Regions from separate parts of the Zea mays genome. Here region 2 is linked to region 1. Evidence: chromatin contacts called from public Hi-C data. All regions are on one chromosome and are shown on one strand. The core of a region is the stretch at or near the end of the contact, and the rest is flanking DNA. Distances in the headings are between cores, read along the strand shown. Region 1 holds the start of LOC107303347. Region 2 holds the start of LOC103647086 (DDT domain-containing protein PTM).

Region 1 (3,996 bases), core at 395-2,894:
AATTTGTTTGCTTGCTTGCTTGCTTGCTGTTGAATCTATGACAGTATAGTATTTGTTTGTTTGATTGATGATTTATCAATCTCAATCAAGTCAAAGAACGTGAACAGAACTGATGAATCTCCGCTGAATGGGTGGTTTGAGATCATTCCTACCTATGCCACACAGATCAAAATTAAAGGTTCCCTTTGTTTGGAAAAAAGAAACCATCGACAATTTGACAGTCTGTACCTCGTAGGTGAAGGTGCTACCAGATGAGCCCGGCTGCCTCAGCGTCACGTTAGAGATTGTCCCGTTGGCGGAGAGGATGCAGACCGAGCGTGGACCTTTCTGCGAAAACGACATGACGCGCGCCGCCACATCCTAGCCAAAGCCAACGGATTGGACAAGTGAGCTCAGTGACACCCTGAAGAGACAAACAAGCACACTGCACACCAGCTCCTCTAGCTGCAGACATAATACACGAGACGCTGCAATGAGATGGAGATGGAGTGCATGTCTTACCTCCCCAGTACCCACGATGATGACGTGAGGCGTGAAGCTCCCGCCGGCTGACAGCGCGTACCATTCCCCTGTTGCGTTTGAAAGAACACCGATCAGACAGAGACAGAGAAATGAACACTTTTTATGTCATTTAACTACTAGAAGATCGTGGCCAGTATATAAGAAATTTAGCTAAACCATGCCCAAAGGGTTAGGTCAATTAGGTAATCTGACGACGGGGGGAAAAAATCTCCAAACCACAAGATTGGTGGGGAGCAAGAGGATAAACATTTGAATCGGCGATGAATGCGACAGTGAACAGAAGAAGTGCCGTAGCAGGTGACTGACGGATATTTGACTGTCTCCAGCGTGAAAGAAATGCACATCAAATCACGCTTACTGGACCCCATCCAAGCAATGCAACAGAAATCGACAAGGGGGGGGGGGGGGGGGGGGGGGGGGGGGGGGGGGGGGCAAACGCAGCAAGAAATCCTAGAGCGAAAAAAACGTATAAAAAGGGAAATTTCGGCCGGGGAGAATGCTGACCGAGAGTGGCCAGGATCTGGCGCCTGCCGGAGCCGCGCGGGCGGCCGCGGCGGCGCTCGGAGCTCATGTTGTTGGCGTGCTCGCTCTGGCTCTGCCCGGCCGCCCGCACGCCGCTGTCCCCCGCGGGCTCGCTCGGCATCCCGCCGCCCAGGCTCCAGGCAAGTGGCGCCGCGGTGGCGTCCCCGGCGTGGCCAGCCGCAGCCGGCGGCGGCGACGGCGTGAGGGACGTCGACGGCGACGAGGGGGAGGACTGGTACTGGTACCCCTTGGCCGCTGCCTCATGCGCCTCTGCCATGGCGATGTCTGCCGCTCCGAACATGCCGTGCTGCCCGGATCCATGGCCGCCGCCTGCGGCCACCACCGCGATACCCTCCCTCCCCTCCATCTGCATGTCCAACGCTCTTCTTGGGTTGCAAGTTTGCAACTCGGGACCTTTGCTTGCTGCGCAAATTCCTTCTTGTTCCCGCCTCCTGGTGCTTCGTTTCTTCGCTCGCTTGCACTTGAACAGAGGACGGCGGACACGAACTGAACAGACACCTGGTTCTAGTTTGGGTCTGTGTCCGGTTATACCCAGGTCATCGGGGCTAGGATTTTGAATATGTGCAAACGACAGAAACTGATAAAATAAAAATGAGAGATTTTGGCACAGGAATGGCGGGTTTTTCCTGCCGCTCTCCTCTGCGATCCCCTCCCTCTCTCTCTCTCTCTCTCTCTCCTTTGACCAACCATCTCATAGTTGGACTGCAAAAGTGTCCTGCACTGCAGCCCAACAAAACTTCCCCTTTTTTATTTGAACGGTAAAGAAGCGAATGGGACAAACAGTTTTTCCGATAAATTTTGTTTGATATATACAATAATACGCTCTAAAGAAGAGCAATGTCTGTGAATTGGACAAAAGAGTGGTGATTTTTTAGTAAAAAAATATATTCCGATCTTTATTAGAAATTCATAGGTTCTAAAACTAAACTTTAGTTTAGAGACTAATCTAGTCACTGCACTATTTGGTTCTATAGACTAAACAAGAACTAAACATATTTGCCAGCAGCCTGGGCCAAATATGTTTACTACAGTAGGCAGCTGGGAACGACCGAACAAGCTCGCGCGTGTAAGGGAGTGAAATTTTTGCCCTTTAGTCCCGTTTAGTCCATCTATTAGTTTTGTGTTTGAAAAATTAGAAACTAAAAAGACTAAAAGTTAGAGACTAAACATTAGTCCTATAAAACCAAACAGGTTCTAAAAACTTGAATACTACTCTCATGCTTTTCCTTCGAGTTCTTTTCTTGCATGTTGATAGTAGTATTATTTAAGGAAAGATCCAGCTGGTAGGATAAAAGCAGTCACATCGGGGATTGTACCATACAGTTCATCATCTGAAATTTTTACCACGGCTGCTGCCTTGCTGCTATGGAGTGTCTGCCCAGTTGTCCACACGACCACACACACTGCACAACATCCGATCATCACATATTTGAAATAACATCTTTTAAATAACGATATAATGTTATATAAGGACGGTTATTGATCGTTTTTCGAAACAAGTATTATTTAACAACTGCTATTAAAATACAGAAGTCAACATATAATGTCAGACCATGCACAACCTTATTTAATATCTCGTCTCTTGAATGGTCTGAAGGAGGTTAAATAAAAAAAAGAACGAAGAGTCTTGCGACAGTATTTATGATTTAAAAGTTCAAAGTTATATTATACCGTCTCTTAAATGTCTTTTGTACTTTGGAATCCCTAGGTTCTCTAGGTTATTAAGGTTTAGAAGAACGTTTGTTTGCTTATTTTCAGGAAGTTAAGGTGTGATAAAAAAATACTAATTGTCATATTAGTACCACTAGTGGACCTAATAAAGCATTTCACTCCCCATCTTTCTATGCAGCCTAGCCAATGTTCCTCCTTTTTTTTTGAACCTTCGAACACACGCAAAAGGCCAGATTCTCGTTACTTCCATTATTTCTCAATATTAAAAAAAAAACTCTAGGAGAGAAAAACAGTGCAGAAAATTTTACTTGTATAAACAAGCACGCTTACCCATGTTTGCAGAACCTGAGCACCTGTGACTGTTTTGCTTGGACACTACAGCCTGTCCAACTGGTCCTTTTGGGAAATCAGTAGCTGGAGTGCTGGAGACTATTCAAAAGGAAACTAAAAAAAGACAGTCATATTAATGATGTGTGATGGAACTGTAAAAGCTCTGAAATCCTCGTTATCGTAAAAACAATGGGTTTGCACGAAACAGACAAGGCAATGGTTTTATGGGAATGGGTTTTAATACGAGTGTCCTCGATCAGAAAACAAAAGCAATGCTTCTGCTAACAACATGACTCCAAGTTCAACCATAAGGCTCTTAGGCTATCCGCACTCATTCAACTCTAAAAATCCACTCTAAAAAGAATATTCCGTCCTAATCAGCAATATTCTCTACTCTATACAACAATTCCCTGCGCTCATGTTTACTCTACATCTCAACTCTATACCAACTCCCACGTTTTATATTATTTTTCCCACTCTCCTACCCTGGGCCGGCGCGCCGCTCTCCTCTCCCACGCGAGGAAGAGGTGGTTGTCCACGTGGAGGAATAGGGTATCCACTGCAAGACGCTATATCTGAGGTTCGAGCTCGCCTTGGGCCCGGTGCAGTTGGTCATACAGTCCACCGCTGCAGGGATATTTTACTGTAAATGGCGATGCATCCAGTTTGCAGTCCGCGAGTGCAGATAGCCTTATGATAAGAGCAAGGCTAATAGAAGAACTAATTGAAGCTCTATAATCTTGCGATATCATCAATAGCCAACAATAAAATCAATACATATAGTAAACTTATTTTTATAACTCTAAGTTGATTAAATTAAAGCTGAAAATATTTAATGTTTAGAGAGGGGAATCATTTGGATTGGCCAAAAATAGAAAGGGCCAGCCTTAACTCACACAGGAGGCTGCAAGTTTCTCCACATAAAATACG
Region 2 (3,996 bases), core at 1,075-3,574, 150 kb after region 1:
ATGTTCAGGCCAACCATGACACTTTTTTACGTGAGTTTGCTACCTCGATGATTTATATGATTTTCTTTGCGTTTAATATCAATTATAACTATGATAACTTATTTTTAGTCGTTTTGTACCGAAAAATATCGATTGGTCAATTTGTTTAGTAAATCAACATATCACGCATACTTGTAAATTGTTTTCACATCTTAATGAAATATATATATTCATATGCAAATTAGCAAGTCAATTTTTAGAATAGTTCATAGACATCGGTTCAAAACTTTATGCGAAAGAATGTTGGCTCTATATCTGCTTATGCGAAAGAATGTTGTCTCTTCCCATTCCTATAGGAGCGTGAAATAAGTTTTACTAGCAGTGTCGTACTAGAGGTGCCAGTAGCCTCAGTGTGCCAATCGCTCCTCAAGATGGTCTCACTAGCAGCAAAATGGTCTCTGACGAGTTGACTCGCGTGCTTGACTTGGATTGTACTTTGTCTCTTTTGTCACCTAAGCTCTGGTGAATTCCTCCGGCATCGACGTTAGAACGATGGTTCGGTCAACTGAGCATGTCTCCTGTCTATAAAACTATGTAGTTGAGAACCTCACAAGTAGATTCATAGTAGTTAACAACTCACCATCTCCTTTCGATAGGCTTAGGATCTCCTTATTTGTGAGCCATATTTGTTACATATTAGTTTGAGAACCTCATAGGTAGATTCACAGGTAGATTCATAGTAGTTAACAACTCACTATGTAGTTGAGAACCTCACACGTAGATTCATAGTAGTTACATATTTCTCCACAACATAAAAGATAAGAGGGTCATATTTATGAGCTAAAATAATTTTAATAGTCACAACTCACCATCTCCTTTCGATAGGCTTAGGATCTCCTTTTTATAATTTTTTACCATACAATGCAAAATTGTTCTATGGAAGTTACATTGAGCCATATCATGTATTCAACTTAGGATTTGCCTATTTCGATTAATAGTTACATTGAGCCAAATTTTGGTCGTTCGAAATGACCGTTTTCGATATTTGTTATGATTGTTGAGTTGATTCTTGATAGCATCAATATGTATGCACAAGTGTCCCCCGTTGCAACGCACGGGTATATACCTAGTCAAACATAAGAAGTTGCATGTGTCCAGTAAAACCACTTAAAACCAGAGTCACTTGATACGAGACATGCTCAGCCATGCAGGCAACGCCCACTATACGGCGGAACCAAACACGGTCTTTATCACGCTGATAATATTGTGAAACATGCTGCTAGTGACTAGAACCTTTCGTTGTTTTTCATTTCTCACGATCAACATATAGCAGATGAGAGTATATAACACTATAACACACATACAAAGGAACAGAAATAGAAGGACCGTTTTTATATTTCTCGGAATATTGGTGGTCACTGCAACGCAACGGTGTCTTCAACGGCGATATTGACGTAGAGTTTATCATGCTGACAACGTGTCGTGAAGCACACTGCCAGTGACTAGAACCTTTCTTTTTTCCATCTCTCATTAATTATCGACATAGCAGATGAACGAAAGTAGAACACATAGACATAGAAATAGAAAGACTAATTTTTATTTCTCTAAATATTGGTCATCACATACATACGCAGACTAAAAGTTTAGTAGGATGCCACGTGTTAGGGTTTTTCTCCATCTCCTTCGCTTCTTTTCCATGGTAGAGTTCGTATGCTGTACAGCAAAGAGAAACGAAGGCCACCATCCACACCGCGGGATTTGTGGCTAGCTCAGTAGGGGTGGTCACTGGGGAAAACACCGGGAGCAAGTGCTGCCGGGGAAGACGTACGAGTACGACTTGGCGCGAGCAAGCAAACCGTTGCCGTTGCCCTGCCTGCCCTACTACCACCTGAGCAGGCGACCCCTCCACCGGATTTGAATTTGAAAAAAAAACTCGCAGCACGCTCCCTTCCCTCCACCACCGCCCGCCTCCCGGTTGCGGCCGTCGACCACCGAGCGGTCGCCGTACATGCTGGAGTGGACGCGGCGCGGACACGACGAGGTCGCCGAGCTGCACCTGCACGCTCGCTCAAAACGAACCAGGTCAGGTCCGTCCACACCCGCGCCCGCCAGCCCGCATCCGCGGACGAGAGCGGAAGCGAACTGAACTCTCCCGAACCAGCCAGCCAGAGCCAGCCCACCACGCGGCCACGTCCCACTGTACGGGTCAGTCCGCACTGGTGCACCCGCACCCGCACCCGCACCCGGGAAGGGCGACGCGAGTCAGTCAGGCTGGGTGCGACGAGTCGGGTGCGGCGCACTCGGTGCCCGTGCCCTTGCCTTCGTGCACCCCGCTGCGCTGGTGCCCCAGCCCAGTGCTTGTGCTTCTCCTCCCTCCCACCCATCCACCCATCATCATCTCGACCTCTTCCCCCAACTCCTCGCCGCCGCCACTTGCCGGTAGGGTTTGCGAGCCCATCCCGCTCCAATCGCCCGCCGCCGCCGCGAGATCGGCGGCTCCCATCCCAGATTCGTTCCCGCCCACGCCAGCGCGCCGCATCCGATACCCGTCCCGTTGGCCCGCGACTCGCGAACGAGGATGCCTCAGTAGGGCGCGCGCGTGTCGAGCTAGGGTTGTCGCGTCCGAGGCCATGGACACCGCCGCGGGCCCGGGGCCCCGGGACGGCCCCGATCGGACGCCGCAGGGGCCCGGCGCCTCCCCCGAGGAGGCCGCCGCTGATGGCGTGAAGACGGACATCGCAGGTGGGGCGGAAGCGCTTGCAGCGGCAGGCGCGGCCGGTGAGGCCGATCCGGGTGGAGGCGCCGCTGCGGCGGGGCGTGGGGGTGACGCGGAGGCCTCGGCGAGCGAGCCCACGGCGGAGGAGGTTAACGAAGGCTGCGGCGGCGCCGCTGCTGCTGCGGGCGGAGATCGCCCCGCCGCGCCCGAGGCGGATGCGGACGGCGGCGCGGGCAAAGGGCGGTCTGCTGTGCACGCGGTGAGTGAGGTGGAGCAGGGCCAAGGCATTGCGGGGGCAGCGCAGGATGTGGATCCCGCGGTGTTTGAGGTGAAGAAGATGGACGTGAGCGAGGGTGGCGACGCAAGCAAGCAGAATCAGCACTCTCCGTCTTGTACGGCCAGCGAGGTGGATGTGGGGATCGTTCCTGTGGCAGTGCGAGATTTGGATCCTGTGGGGTCTGAAGTGATGATGGAGGTGGACGACGGCCATGTCAGGGAACAAGAGCGCGCGGGAGTGGCTGTGGCGGGCAGCGAGTTTAAGATGGAGGAAGCTGATGGAAGAGTGGTGCATCAAGGGTCTGCTGCCACATCTGCTGGGGGCCTTCAGGCGCGAGCCGAGGAAGTGGGAGAGTGCTTGGTCGGCCGTTACATTGGCCGCAACGCGCCAATGCAAGCGGGGATCCTTATTGGGAAGGTTGCATCCTATGATAGCACAGCTGGCATCTACAGCGTGGTGTTTGAGGATGGACATAATGAGGATTTGGAGCTTCCTGAGCTCCACGAGTTCCTCATGCCCGACAAGAATGGCACGTTAGGCATGAGTGTGAACTGCAGGAAGAGGAAGCTGGGCCTGCTGGTTTTGTCGGGGAGTGTCTCGGAGGTGAAAGAGCCAGCAAGTACTAGACAGAGGGTTGACGGATGCGAGATGCCTGCCAACACTGATGCACTGCGGTATAGTGGGTCTGGCTCGGATATGTCCGAGGATATCGAATCTTCGAGTAATTCATCCGATTTCACTAAAGAAGAACCATCTGAGCCGTGTCCTCCTGTACAGGCTGTGGAGTTGCCCCCGTCATCGGGAGACATTCATGTGCCAGAAGATTCCATAAGCTATCTCTTTTCTGTTTATAACTTCCTGAGATCCTTCAGTGTGCAGCTGTTCCTGAGTCCGTTTGGTCTGGATGATTTTGTTGCAGCCATTAATTGCACTGTTCAGAATAACTTGTTGGATGCCGTACATGTCTCGCTATTGCGTGCACTGAGGCGGTATCTTGAATCTAAATCTGCTCAAGGATCTCAGA

The links. Hi-C and Micro-C count contacts between places; a contact is called where the count stands out from the background.
Region 2: a contact with region 1 is called in a Hi-C map of ear, with 2.9 times the contacts expected there. The contact joins the promoter of LOC103647086 here to the promoter of LOC107303347 in region 1. A contact is called at or near these places in 8 of 25 Hi-C or Micro-C datasets (bundle sheath, ear, endosperm and 3 more).

Annotation. Positions count from the first base shown.
Region 1 is chr2:148,762,704-148,766,699 of Zm-B73-REFERENCE-NAM-5.0, forward strand. It overlaps LOC107303347, which reads right to left and starts at 1,645. Exons shown (of 5, transcript NM_001367267.1): 1 at 1,027-1,645; 2 at 502-569; 3 at 229-360. The coding sequence starts at 1,417.
Region 2 is chr2:148,915,249-148,919,244 of Zm-B73-REFERENCE-NAM-5.0, forward strand. LOC103647086 (DDT domain-containing protein PTM) reads left to right here and starts at 2,325. Exons shown (of 9, transcript XM_008671643.3): 1 at 2,325-3,996. The coding sequence starts at 2,610.